Linked DNA regions of Pan troglodytes: region 2 is linked to region 1. A link is a contact called in public Hi-C data. All regions are on one chromosome and are shown on one strand. The core of a region is the stretch at or near the end of the contact, and the rest is flanking DNA. Distances in the headings are between cores, read along the strand shown. Region 1 holds the start of LOC100614109. Region 2 has its middle 70 kb from the start of SYT13.

Evidence for each region. Hi-C and Micro-C count contacts between places; a contact is called where the count stands out from the background.
Region 2: a contact with region 1 is called in a Hi-C map of stem cell-derived neural progenitor cells, with 4 times the contacts expected there. The contact joins the enhancer-like site here to the promoter of LOC100614109 in region 1. A contact is called at or near these places in 3 of 7 Hi-C or Micro-C datasets (induced pluripotent stem cells and stem cell-derived neural progenitor cells) and 1 of 1 datasets of contacts at active chromatin or transcription factors (stem cell-derived excitatory neurons).

What each region holds. Positions count from the first base shown.
Region 1 is chr9:49,777,660-49,783,897 of NHGRI_mPanTro3-v2.0_pri, forward strand. LOC100614109 reads left to right here and starts at 3,197. Exons shown (of 2, transcript XM_003313000.5): 1 at 3,197-3,426; 2 at 3,704-4,069. The coding sequence starts at 3,297. The coding sequence ends at 3,936.
Region 2 is chr9:49,366,358-49,372,823 of NHGRI_mPanTro3-v2.0_pri, forward strand. No RefSeq gene overlaps it. Among named protein-coding and RNA genes, the nearest start is that of SYT13, 70 kb to the left of the region's middle. Within about 2 kb of position 1,639, at least 16 of the 24 cell types and tissues checked have an H3K27ac peak or open chromatin away from gene starts, as enhancers often do. A contact at or near this core is called in stem cell-derived excitatory neurons and stem cell-derived neural progenitor cells, where this site is marked.

The sequences.
Region 1 (6,238 bases), core at 1,947-4,446:
ACAAGATACTTCTTTAAGGCCTAGCTTGGAACCCACGCATCATCACTTCTACCGACATTCCATTGACCAAAGCAAGTCAGTGGCTGAGCTCACCATGGATGGTGTGAGGAAGAATACTCACCCACAGTGAACCATGCAAGGGAGGGAGGGAAGGAAGAAGCCTCAGCAAAACTCCATCAAACACGTCTTCCTCAACAGTGCCTCAAAGATCTTGGAACTGACTCATTGGCCTGGCCTGGGGTCAATGCCTGAGGGAGGTAGGAGTAAGGGTACAGCTAGGGGTCTCCCATATGGGAAGATGGGTTATTTCCCAAATGGAAGTCAAGGTGTTGCTGCCACAAGAAGTGGCAAGGGATCCCACATAGGCAATGAATAAATAATTATATAAACCAGCACTCAGCAAAAGGCAACGTGCAAATAAATCACCTGAGATGCTATTACAATGCAGATTCTGAGAGCCAGGCATGGTGGCTCCGACTGTAGTCCCAGCTACTAGGGAGGCTGAGGCTGGAGGATCTCTCAAGCCCAGGAGTTCGAGGCTGCAGCAAGCCACAATCGCACCACTGCACTCCAGCCTGGAAGACAGAGCAAAATCTCATCTCTTTAAAGAAAAAAAATTCATTTAATAAAAAATAATGCAGCTTCTGATTCAGTAGGTCCAGGGTGGGGCCTGAGATGCTGCATTTCTTTTCTTTTTTTTTTTTTTTTTTGAGACGGAGTCTTGCTCTGTCACGCAGGCTGGAGTAAGTGGCGTGATCTCGGCTCAGTGCAACCTCCGCCTCCCGGGTTCAAGCAATTCTCCTGCCTCAGCCTCCTGAGTAGCTGGGATTACAGGCACGCACCACCATGCCCAGCTAATTTTTAGAGACGGGGTTTCACCATGTTGGTCAGGCTGGTCTCAAACTCCTGATCTCATGATCCACACGCCTTGGCCTCCCAAAGTGCTGGGATTACAAGTGTGAGCCACCGAGCCCAGCTGAGATGCTGCACGTCTAAACAGTCCCAGATGATGCTAGCAGGGACTAGTAGCAATGAGCAAGACTGAAATTGGGAGAGTCTCTCAGCCTTCTGATGCCACATTCTCATTTACAAAATGATAATTCCACCTGCCACACAGACTTTTCTCAGCCAGGAAGATGGTGCCCTCGGGGGGATAAGGTGATGCAACATTTGTGCTGTCACTCACCTCCTGCCTGCCCCCTGCACCTCGAAGCCTCCCTCAGCCCCCAGGAAAGGACTCACAGCCCAGCCAGCAAGGAGACAGGAGGAAGATATCACAAAGTGAGTGCAGCTTCTGTTAACTGCCTTAAGCTGCTCCCTGCAATAATGTTGGTGTAATCCATAAGATTGAATTATGGTTATCAGACAATTAGGCACACCACAGCGAGGTTATTGCATAATTAATGCTCAGTCCCCATCTCAGCCTCTGAGAGTGACACAGGTTACAAGATTCACCTGCCCCACATCTGGGAGAGGAGCAGGGGCACCCAGGATGGGGAATGACCTCCCTGTGGGCTCAGAGGAGGATGTTCTTAGGACCCCAGAGGCATGGCAAAGGGACAGTGTGTGGCTGAAAGAGCTTAAGTCAGTGTGTGCCCAGGGCCCTCACGCCTGCCATTGTGTTTAGGACTTGGGCTTTAGCCTCCGGAGCGAGATTCAAATCCTGCCTCAACTACTGATTGGCTATATGGCATTAAGTACTCGCCTCACATTTTTAAAGCCTCCATCTCCTTGTCTTTTAAAGAAGGGAATTGATGATGTTATGAAAACTGGATGAGAGAGTTTGCATATTGGTTAGATGGTTCCTGCAGTACTATTTTCATTATTTCCCTCTCTGAGCCTCAGTGTCTTCATCTGTAAAATGGGAATAATTAGCCTCACCTTGCCTAGGCTTGAAAGATCAGCCGGTAGTTTGAGACCTGCCTGGGCAATATAGCAAGACCCTGTTCACCACAAAAAGGAAAAAAAAAAAGGGCGAAAGATCAGTCTGTGAGTCAAGTAAGACACACATGTGAACGGGATGTGTGGAGTGCTTTGCTAACGCTCCATTGTCTTAGTTACTATGTGCCTGGTTTTCTGCTCAACCCTCCAGGGTACGACTTTGTACAAGTCCCCAGGTCTCAACAGGACAGTGGGTGATCAGCCTACCTGAGAAGTGAAACTCATGATTTGGGTGAGTAGACTAGAGGAGAATCACATCTTTCTTTCTTTCTTTTTTTTTAGACGGAGTCTCGCTGTGTCACCCAGGGATCTCGGCTCACTGCAACCTCTGCCTCACCGGTTCCAGTGATTCTCCTGCCTCAGCCTCCCGAGTAGCTGGGATTACAGGCACACGCCACCACACCTGGCTAATTTGTTATTATTAGTAGAAATGGGGTTTCACCATGTTAGCCAGGCTGGTCTTGAACTCTTGACCTCAGATGATCCACCTGCCTCAGCCTCCCAAAGTGCTGGGATTACAGGCATGAGCCACCATGCCCGGCCTGAGAATCATTTCTTGAGCTATGATCTGTAACATTCAAATGAGCCTCTACGGACACAAAACAGAAAAATCATCAAAAAATGTCGGTGGAAAGTTCAGGTGAGAGAACTCAGGTGATGGTGCAGACAGAAGCAAGTAGGGGAGAAAGCTGGCTTCAGGGAGAGTGGTTAGGCCTTTGTGAGAAAGACTGGGGACTTCTCATATCATCCTCTGTGTCCCAGTTCCCAAAACACACACGCACATGGGCACATGCATGCAGGCACACAAAAACAAGCCCACACACCAGACGAAAAAATACAGATGCAGGTACACACACATGGACATGGACATGTGTGTGCCTGTGCCCATATAAACAAACATTAGTGCACACACACACTCACACACACACGGGCTCAAGCAGTATATGCTCACACACAACCATACACACAGATACGCACAGAGGTACATTCACACACAGACCAACACACACAGGCACACAGATGCATGCACGCATGCACGTGCGCGCGCACACATACACACACGTGCACCCACCCTCAGTGATACCTTCCAATCCACTGGCCTCTCCGAAATTAGCACAGACCATTTTCCCACGACCGTTTCTCGCTGAGCGTGTGATTCCAAAACTGTCCACAAGAAGGTGCTCGGGAGCCAGAATTCAGGCGTTCCCGGCCCGCGGACGCTTAGAGAGAGGAGCTTCGGAGTTATGGGGGGACCCACCCTTCCATTTAATAACTGAGAAAGCCACGGGAGGGGACTTGCTGGGCTCACAGCCAGTGATCCCTGCCCTGTTTCCTTATGGAGATTGCGGTCAGAAATGGGGAGTGGGGCAGAACCTGTCACTGTCACGGTCCTGTTTAGAGAGGAAGGTCGGAGAAACCAGTGCCGTGGAAGGCTCTCGGGCGTTGACAGGCGCTGTCCCCAGCTCACCGGCTCTATGACCCTGGGTAAGTTACCTGGCTTCTCTGTTCCTCAGTTTTCTCGTCTTCCCTGACCCAGGCTTTCCCGACTCCTCTAGGGGCCCCTTCCCCTCTCCATGAAACCTTCAGATCTCGGGCTGTTTTCCCCACTCAAGTGGCATCTCAGCTATCCCCTCCCGGGTTAGGCCTCCCTGGCCCCTATTTAACGGTGTCCCCACCCCCACCACTATCTTGTTTGTACCAACACTTGCTGCATGACCATGCACACTTGTTCATTTGTTCACGTTTATTTTGTCTTCTCCAGAAGAATGGGAACTTCGTAAGAGCAGGGACGTGAGGGTGAACTGCTCACCCGGGCACCGCTGGCGACCGGAACCCAGCTCCCTCCGGGCTCCGGGAGAGGCGGCCTCAGCTGTGTGCTGGTGCTGCCCTCCAGCGGCGCTGGGTCCCCATGGCACCTGGCTTTCTCCTGCTCCCCAGGGGCCTTTTCTTCTCCCACCCACCTGTCACCAGCTGCCAGGGCAAGTCTCTGTGTGACTCTAGGGTGAAGGTGGAGGGACCTTGCCTCCGAGGATTCATCCCACCTGGACTCCGATGAGTGAGGGACCCTCTCTGGCACCTGGTGTTTGAATGGCCAGCCTCACAGTTAATAAAGACAAGTTTGGTATCAGCTGTGGGATCCGTCCAGCAAAAGACACTTTTGGGTCAGAAATATAATGGTGCCTGTCTCGACATAGTCTAATAAGGAAAGAAAGACAAGCCAGTCCAACGGTCCCATTTTACAGATGAGGTCACTGCATCCCCACCTAGGACAGGAGGGTACAACGGCCTGGCCTAAGATAACCCTAGAATATGGTCACTCATTCTTCCACCCACTGAGAACCTCAGGGCAGTAGCGTTTTATGCAAAGCATGTGGTCCTGAACACCTTGCATAATTCAAAGCGTGCATAATTTCTGACTAATTTTGCCAGAGAAATGAATGCAAAGTAGAAAGGATGGGTTGCATACATTACTCCAATTGTGGCATATTTTTGCCTTAATGCTGCTTTTTATTTCCCTGGCATTATCGCTAATATTTCATAACGCACTCTCTGCTAAATTAACAGTGCAGCATTTCCTGCCGGTGGTTTGGCCTTCTTCATAACGTTTTATCACATCTCACTTCCTTTCCAATGTTATCGATTTTCAGGTGCGTTTTTCAGCACCACCACTTAAAGAACACTTGGATGACATTGTTACAGGATATGGGTAAAATATTTAAAGTTATAATAACTGTGAACATTGAGAAAATGGCACACTAGTCACCAGAATCTCCTGCAGAAATTAGAAATTCAGAGGCATGTAAACAACAGTGCATGCATATAGAAAGCAGGTATCTCTATTTAATAACCAAAGCAACGTCGCCATGTAGCAAGTTTACAGTCCTCAGTTAACAGCTCACTTAGTTCCTCCAACTCAAGGAAACTGCAATTCTTGACAGTTTTTTTTTTTTTTTAACTGAGGGGCTTGGCATTATTTCCAGCTTAGTGCATAAACACGTATTAGGATTTTTATGTTGCACCTTGCCAAAGTCACAGTTTAGACTCTCATAAACAGTGACTTCACCCTAAATGGTCTTCCTTGCTGTGTCCTTAACCCCAGAAGGGTGGAAATGTATGACTCCACCTAGTCATCTCAGATACGGATTTCAGAAATCTCAGCCACCCACCTCATACTTATACAGGGACCTTTTTGGAGGCAGCATCATCTGAGGCCGCTCTTGCCCAATTTGGCTGGCCCCACCTCCTCCCCAACGTCATCTTCTCTTGCAGTCTAGAGAGGGGGGCTACTCCCCCAATATAGGATCCATATTTAGATCCATGTTGGAGGGTGGGTAGAAAGGGGAGGTAGGATGAGGGAAAATTGAGTCTCAGTTTCACACATTTGTAAGATCGTCAGACTTTCCACATTGCCAAGAAACTCGTCAGCACAACCGCTGTGAATTGGCTTCTTGGCCTTCGTCTGCCCAGAATTGCTTCCAGAATGGCTCCTTCAGCTTGGCCTGAGCTTGGCCCCAGAAAAAGTGCCAGGGGCCCTAGGAAGGAGGAAAAGTGGGGCATTCAGGGCAGGCTCTGAACCCACTTGGATTCCAGTCCTGATTCCATTTGCATGTGACCTTGAGCAAGTCTCTATGCAAGGCACTTCACCTTTCTGGGCCTGTTTCCACCTCTGTCAAATGGGGATAATAATACCATCTACTTCCCAGAACTGGTGCCAGAATGAAAAGCAGTCCCTGCTGTGATAGTGTCTAGAACAGAGTAAGTGCCCAATAAATATTCCTTCGCTCTTGTTGCAGTTAGAAAAGCGACTGGATGAGGCGTACATTTACTGGAACCCTGGGATGTATAAGGGCCAGTGATCGGGTGAGGCGATCCTGCCCCTCGGAGAATTTATGGTCCAACTTTGGAGAGTGAACCTGCCCTCCCACTAATTCAAGAATTCACCAGCCAGAAGAACTGCATGTGGAATTGCCCTGTCCAGCCCTGACTTTGTGCAAGTGTCCATCAAGTCTCCTTCTGCCTCTGGGCTGCCTCTGAGACTTGAGGGGGAGTAAACAGGAGTCTAGGGGTCTCTCCACCCTCCAGGTGCCCCATCAGGCCGGCACCTCCCCACCAGCCCACCCCTCCCCTTGCAGCAGCAAATCTGCAAATGTGCCTTGCAAGCATGTCCAGTGGGCCAGAAGCCACACTCATCCTCCCCACCCCTTCAGAGGACAGCAGAGGTGCCTGGCCCAAAGGCGGTGGTTGGAGCCTGGGCTTCCTGCCTGGGGTGGGGTGGAGAGGGATCTGCCTTCTCTTC
Region 2 (6,466 bases), core at 389-2,888, 410 kb before region 1:
CAGTCATCTCACTAATTTATCAGCAAAACTGACCTAATTAACTACTCTTCCTGAAGTGCTCTTCCCTTGCTCCCTGCAATGCCGCATTTCCCTGGTTCCTCTCCTAGGGCTGCCTGCTCGTCTTCCCTTTCTTTAGTAGAAGAGCTCTTGACACTCTGTCCTGTGCCTCTTTCCCAAAGGGTATTCTCTCCACCAGGCAATTTCTTCTAAGCTCCTGCTCTAGCACCATTCATATACAAGAATCTAAGGCACAGATTTCTAGCTCAGGCCTGTCATCTAAAAAATCAAAACAGGCACATCCATTGGCCTGTTGAGTTTCTCCACTAGAAGACCTCCAAGGCTTAATATATGTAAAACCAAACTTCCCACACATCAGCTTCTTCTCCTGTGGTTCCCTTTTAGTATGTGATGGCCCAACATTCTCCCAGCTATCAGCCCAGAAGCCTGGCAGTCACCCCAACTCTGCAAATTTCACACACCCAATCCACCACCACCACTGCCGCCACCTACTTCCCAATGATCTCTCTCTCTCCCTCCCTCCCTCCTGTATTCTTCAGCTGTGGCCTGAGTCCAAGTAACCAAAGTCAAGAAAAGCAGGGCCATGTACTCTGTACTCACCAGCCTGGTGCTTGAAACCCTCAACTATTGTAAAGTGGTTATGTTAATGAAAAGGGGTCCCCATCCAGACCCCAAGAGAGGATTCTTAGACCTTAAGCAACAAAGAATTTGGGGCAAGTTCAAAGAGTAAAGTGAAAGCAAGTTTATTAAAAAAGTAAAGGAATAAACGATTGGCTACACCACAGGCAGAACAGCAGCATGGGCTGTTCAACTGCATATACGTTATTTATTGATTATACACTAAACAAGGGGTAGATTAGTCAAGAGTATTCTGGGGAAAGGAGTGGCAATTCCCAGAACTGAGGGTTCCACCCTCGCCTTCAGATCATATAGAGTAACTTCCTAACATCGCCATGGCATTTGTAAACGCTCATGGTGCTGGTGGGAGAATCTTTCAGCAAGCTAATGTATTATAATTAGCATATGATGAGCAGTGGGGACAACCAGAGTTCACTTTCATTGCCAATCTTGGTTTTGGTGGATTTTGGCCGGCTTCTTTAAGTATCCTGTTTTACCAGCAGGGTCTTTGTGACCTGTATCTTGTGCTGACCTCCCTGTCTCATCCTGTGACTTAGAATGCCTAACCTCCTGGGAATGCATCCCAGCAGGTCTCCACCTTCTTTTATGCAGCCCCTATTCAAGATGGAGTCCCTCTGGTTCAAACGCCTCTTGACAGTTCATCCTTTCAGTGTTTCCGGCTAGGAAATTTAAATGTTTGTCCATCTATTCACTGGGCTCTGAAGCACTCATTTAGTACACGGAGAAAGGAGAGGGAGGGGGGATGGGAGGAGGGGAGGAGCAGAGAAGGGAGAGGAGGCGGAGACGGTTAGTCTATCCTCTCTGCGGGGCCTCTCTGCTGGTACCCAGATGCTGAGCGCTGAAATTCTCATCCGCCACACACAACATGGCGGCTTCCTGGACCCGCGCCCAATTTTCGCTTCCGGGATGGAAGCTACGTCATTTCCCCCTCTGTTGCCCTAGCGCCCCTTGGAAGCCAAGAATATGAGGAAGTCTTCTTCCTTCGCGCCTTCTTCTTCCTTACGCTCCAGGGCAGCCTGACAGAGCCGCTCGAAGGCTCTGCTGGCCGCGGCTAGCCAGTGAGGAGGGTGGGGGGAGGGGCCGTCCCGCGTGTGGGGGAGTCTGAAGGCGACCAACGAGAGGGAGGGCCGGAGCGGGGAGGTGGCTCGGAGGCATGTCCAGTAAATTGGGGATGAAAATCCTCCCAGGAACCCGATTATTAATGGGTTGAGGGAAGTGGCAGGTGCAGCGGTTGTGCAGAGACAATGATGCTTAGTAGCCAGGACTTCATGGCCACAAAATTTGTGTGTAGAGAGGGCCACAGCAGCCTGAAAACCATTTTCGTCCCCTTTTAGGTTTACCCATTCCACTGGACCCAGCCACCACCCACTCCTGCTGTCTGGTAAACTTTCCTCCTGTTTCTGGGGCCATGTCTGGCATGAAGAGTTTTTACTGAATAGTTTTCATTGATCGCAGGCCCGTTCTCTCTTCTCACCCCTTTATTGAAGTGACAGTGAAAATCTAAGTGAGAAAGCACTGTTACAGGGGCTGAAAAGGCTACAGGAGACCAGAGCCATTGACTTTTATTTTTAAAATGAAGATCTCTTTTACTTGAAGGAACTTAAGAATTTTGGCATTCAAATAGGGGCTGGAAGACTTGAAAGCAGTAGAAATTTCACCACAGGTGATAGGAAAGGATGGTCACGAAATGAATATCTCCTGACTTGCACACCTAGTGAGCAGAGCCAGGACCTCCTTCACCTTAGCATTTGGAACAGGCTGCAAAGTTCATTCTTCCTCATAGCAGCCCCTGCATTCAGTTTGGTTTAGTTGTTTTATGTGGTTTCTAGCCTGATTTTTTTTTTCAGGGTGCAGCAGAAGTCCCAGGTAGCTGAGAAGTTCATGGAATCTTCTTATTTGCTACACCTTTCACTACTGCTTGTGATATAGTGCAGGGTTGGGATGTGCAGACATTTCTCAAGTGCACTGTGTACCTACATAGCATGCTGCAATTTGGCTACTGAAGTCAAGAGAAACTGGTTTGAACAACTACTGAGTGTAACATAGGAAGCGCATTTCATTTGATAACAGGAACACAGCTTTTGTGCTAATAAAATGCTTTGAAAATTAGTATGTGGTCTTTAGTAATTAGCATATACATTTTAGTTATCCATTGGTTCATAACAAACGGACTAAATAGGTACCCCACTGAGTCATTTATCTAAATGAAAAGTTTGGTTAAATTGTAGTTGTAGGCATTGATCAAAGCTAATGGGAAAAAGAGATTAAGATGAAAATCATGGGATTAAATTTTTAATTAGTTCGCCCCTTGGACCGTTGCTTGGTATGACATGGAGATTGATTGGCTACTTATGCCTGCCTGGGAAGATATGGCTCTGCTACCAAACCTCTGAACGTAAGAGTGTTTTGCAAAAAAACTGAATATTTTATTCAGTAATTTTTCACTTTATTCCTGCTTAACAGGGAATTGAAAAGGAAGGCAAGGTCTTGGATCTCATAGTTCTTGGTGGAGTGATAGATATAAAGTATGAGATGGGGGCTTCAGCGGGTTCATTAATAAATATCTCAAATTAACATGTCTAAGTCAAACTCTTCCTTTCCTGCCCCCAATCTCTTCCTCTCCCAGGGCTCCTTATGTCAACTAATGGTGCCATCATTAGTGCACTCAGAGCAAAAACCTGGGAACAATCTTGATTCCCTCTTTCATTCCCCACAGCTCACCCATCAACAAATTCTATCCGCTTTTATTCTAAAATATATCCTAAATCCATTCACTGTTCTTATCTCCACCACCCTAACCCAGGCATCATCATCCTTTACCTGGTTAACTGCAAGATCCTTTTCATTTAACTTCCCTGCTTCTAATCTTCTGACCCATTTTCACCATCCCAGTCCATTCACCACACAGTAGCAGCCAAAATATTTGTTTAAAATGTAAGTTAGATTCTATCACTTTTGTGTTTAGAATTATTGTCTTCCCCCACTAATTACTGTGCCCTATGTGATCTGGACTCAATATGGTACCACTCCCTACCCCTTCACTCACTATAATCCAGACATACTATCTTTCTCTCTTCAACCTGCCAAGTTTTATCCTGCCTTAGGGTCCTTGCACTAGCTGTTCCCTTTGCTGGAACCCTCTTCACCCAGTTATTGCAGAGCTGGCCCTCTCTTGTTTAGAGCTGAATTTCAATGTGACCTCTTCAAATAAGCCCTCCCTTGACCACCCAAACTCATGTACCCCCTTGTTACTCTCTGTCACGTCATCCTGATTCAGTTTCACCACAACACTCATCATTACTGCTATTTTCTTGTATCTTCCTTTGTTTATTGACTGTCTCCTCCCATTAATATGTAAGCTCCCTGAAAATAAACATCTTGTCTATATTGTATGACTGTATCCCCAGAACTTCAAATAGTCTGTGACATATGAATGAATGAATGAATGAATGAATGTACGAATGGATTCTGCTTCCCCAAAGCTGCTGCCATCTCATCTCAGGTACATTGAAACAGGAAGGCTGGTAAAGGCCAGGGGGTCAAATGTTACATAGAGTGGAGCCTGAAGCACAAGATGTGGGCAAAGACACAGTGGAGAGGGGCAAGAAAAGCATTTGGGATGGAGGGCAGAGGGTCTGGGAAGGAACATGGAAATGATATAGAACAACTCTACAGATGTGTCCTAGACATCTTAAGACTTGTACAAGCATGCGTGTGCCCGCACATACACACATACCAGCTTGAAGAATCTGGTCTCAGCACGTGCTCTGTACTTGAGTCTTAGAGAACACTTTTCCTGGTAGAGATGTTTAGACTTCAGCATTAAGGAGTCTGATTCAGAGGTCTAGGTAGGGCCCATGTGTCTGTGACTGCGTAATACTTGTAAACTGGTCTCATTCTTGGTCAGGACAATAAGGCTGCAGTAAATCATAGCAGCTGGGAGAAAGTAGTGTGGTATCCTGCAGTGGTTCTGTTCACCACCACATGGGCAGAGCATGAGCAACTTTCCTTTCCTGGGCCCTCGTTCTGCTCAGATACAAAGTGAAGGCTTACTTGGGCTCCTGTGCAACTTTAAAAGTGAAACTTAACTGAAATTGGGCAGGTGGGCTGCACTTCTTCTAAAAAGTAAGAGGCCCACTTTTTAGAAAATATTAAACCTTGGATTACACCTCAGTTTGGCAGTTACATGACACATTATTTCTAAAGAGCCATCTAATTTTATGCCATCTAATGTTTATATTGATAACTGATGAAAATACAGGAGCTTATTATGCCACTGAAACTACGATGAAGTGGCTCAAATTTATTCTCTCACTGTAGGTTGGATTTGAGGGGATAAGGATAAGAGAGAAAATACTATTGGTGCTCAGGTTAAAAAAAGAAAAAGAAAAAAATGGAGCTTAGACTTTAATCTTTTCATAAATCTTCCTCATCCCCAATTGTTCAGCCAAATTCAGAAGGATTAGCTTTCCATCTTCCATGAACCTTTTGGTTGGACCTTTTGTCAGTCTTTTTCCCCTTTGAGGCTACCTCGATGTTTAACAAAAAAAAAAAAAAATGAACTACAAACTTCATTCAGATCCAGTTCAGGGTCCTACATAGCATTTAGTTTTTATGTCTTCTCCAATCTGTGATGGTTCCTCATTATTTCCTTGTCTTTCGTGACCTTAACACTTTTTAAGAGTACTGCTCAGTTATTTTTTAGATTGTTACTCAGTTTGGATTTGTCCAGTATTTTCTCATGATTAGACTGGGGTTTTGAAGTTTCTCCATGCATCATATTGGAGTACATAATATCAATATGTCTTATTATTGGTGCTGTTAATAAGACACATTGCTGTCGATGACATCTGATCACTGATTAAGGTGGCATCTGTCTGTTTTTTCCACTGCAAAGAGGAGAATTCCATTTGTGTTAATATATATTTGGAGAGAGATGCTGTGAGGTTACCTTGGCCTTATTTGTAACCAGATTTTCCTTACATGTGTGTTGGGATGGAGAGGTGATGGGAGGTGGGATGGGGTGGACTGTGTGATCTGTTCAGTCTGTACATCCCAAGTACAGATCAGAGCTTGCTATGATTATGCTGCACAAAGAGGGGAAGAAACCTTTGCACTATAATAAATAGCTGGGGCTACATCTTGATATGCATAAACGAAAATGTGATATGGCATGTTTTTATTGTGTGTGTGTATGTGTGTGTGTGTGGAGGTGTGTGTTGTTCATTGAATCGAGTTCTTCTTATCCGTGAGTTCATTATTTCTTAATAAAGGGTAACCTTTTTTGAGTGTCTACAATGTTCCAAGCACTGTACTAGGCTCTGCATCTCTTATCTCAGTTCAACACTGTAAAGTGGACATCATTAGATGTTTTACAGATAAGGATACCAAGGCTCATGGAAGTAAGTTACTCAAAGGCAAGTGGCAGAACTGAAACTTGAACCCAGGCTCGTCTGACTCAGAAGTTTGTGCTACTTCCAAAGCACCAAGCTTGCTTTCCTACTGTGCGCCAGGCCCTGCAATTAGTGCTAGGATGCAGAAGTATGAGATAGTGTTCAAGAAGCTCACACCTACCGCACAGGGACCTTGGGAAGAAGCACCGAGGGCCTGGGGAGGAACATTTATTATGGGCATCATCCTTGTTTTCTCAGTGACAATCCCTTGTCTTGAAAATCACTGAAATGGTTTTTTCTCGGGCCTTTAATGAGTCAGGGTAGATTTGCCAGGTTGCCCTCAGCTACAAGTAGCTGAACAGAGGAGGGAACTAATAGCGATGCAATGCCTGCTCTGCTTGTCACTGACTGTTATC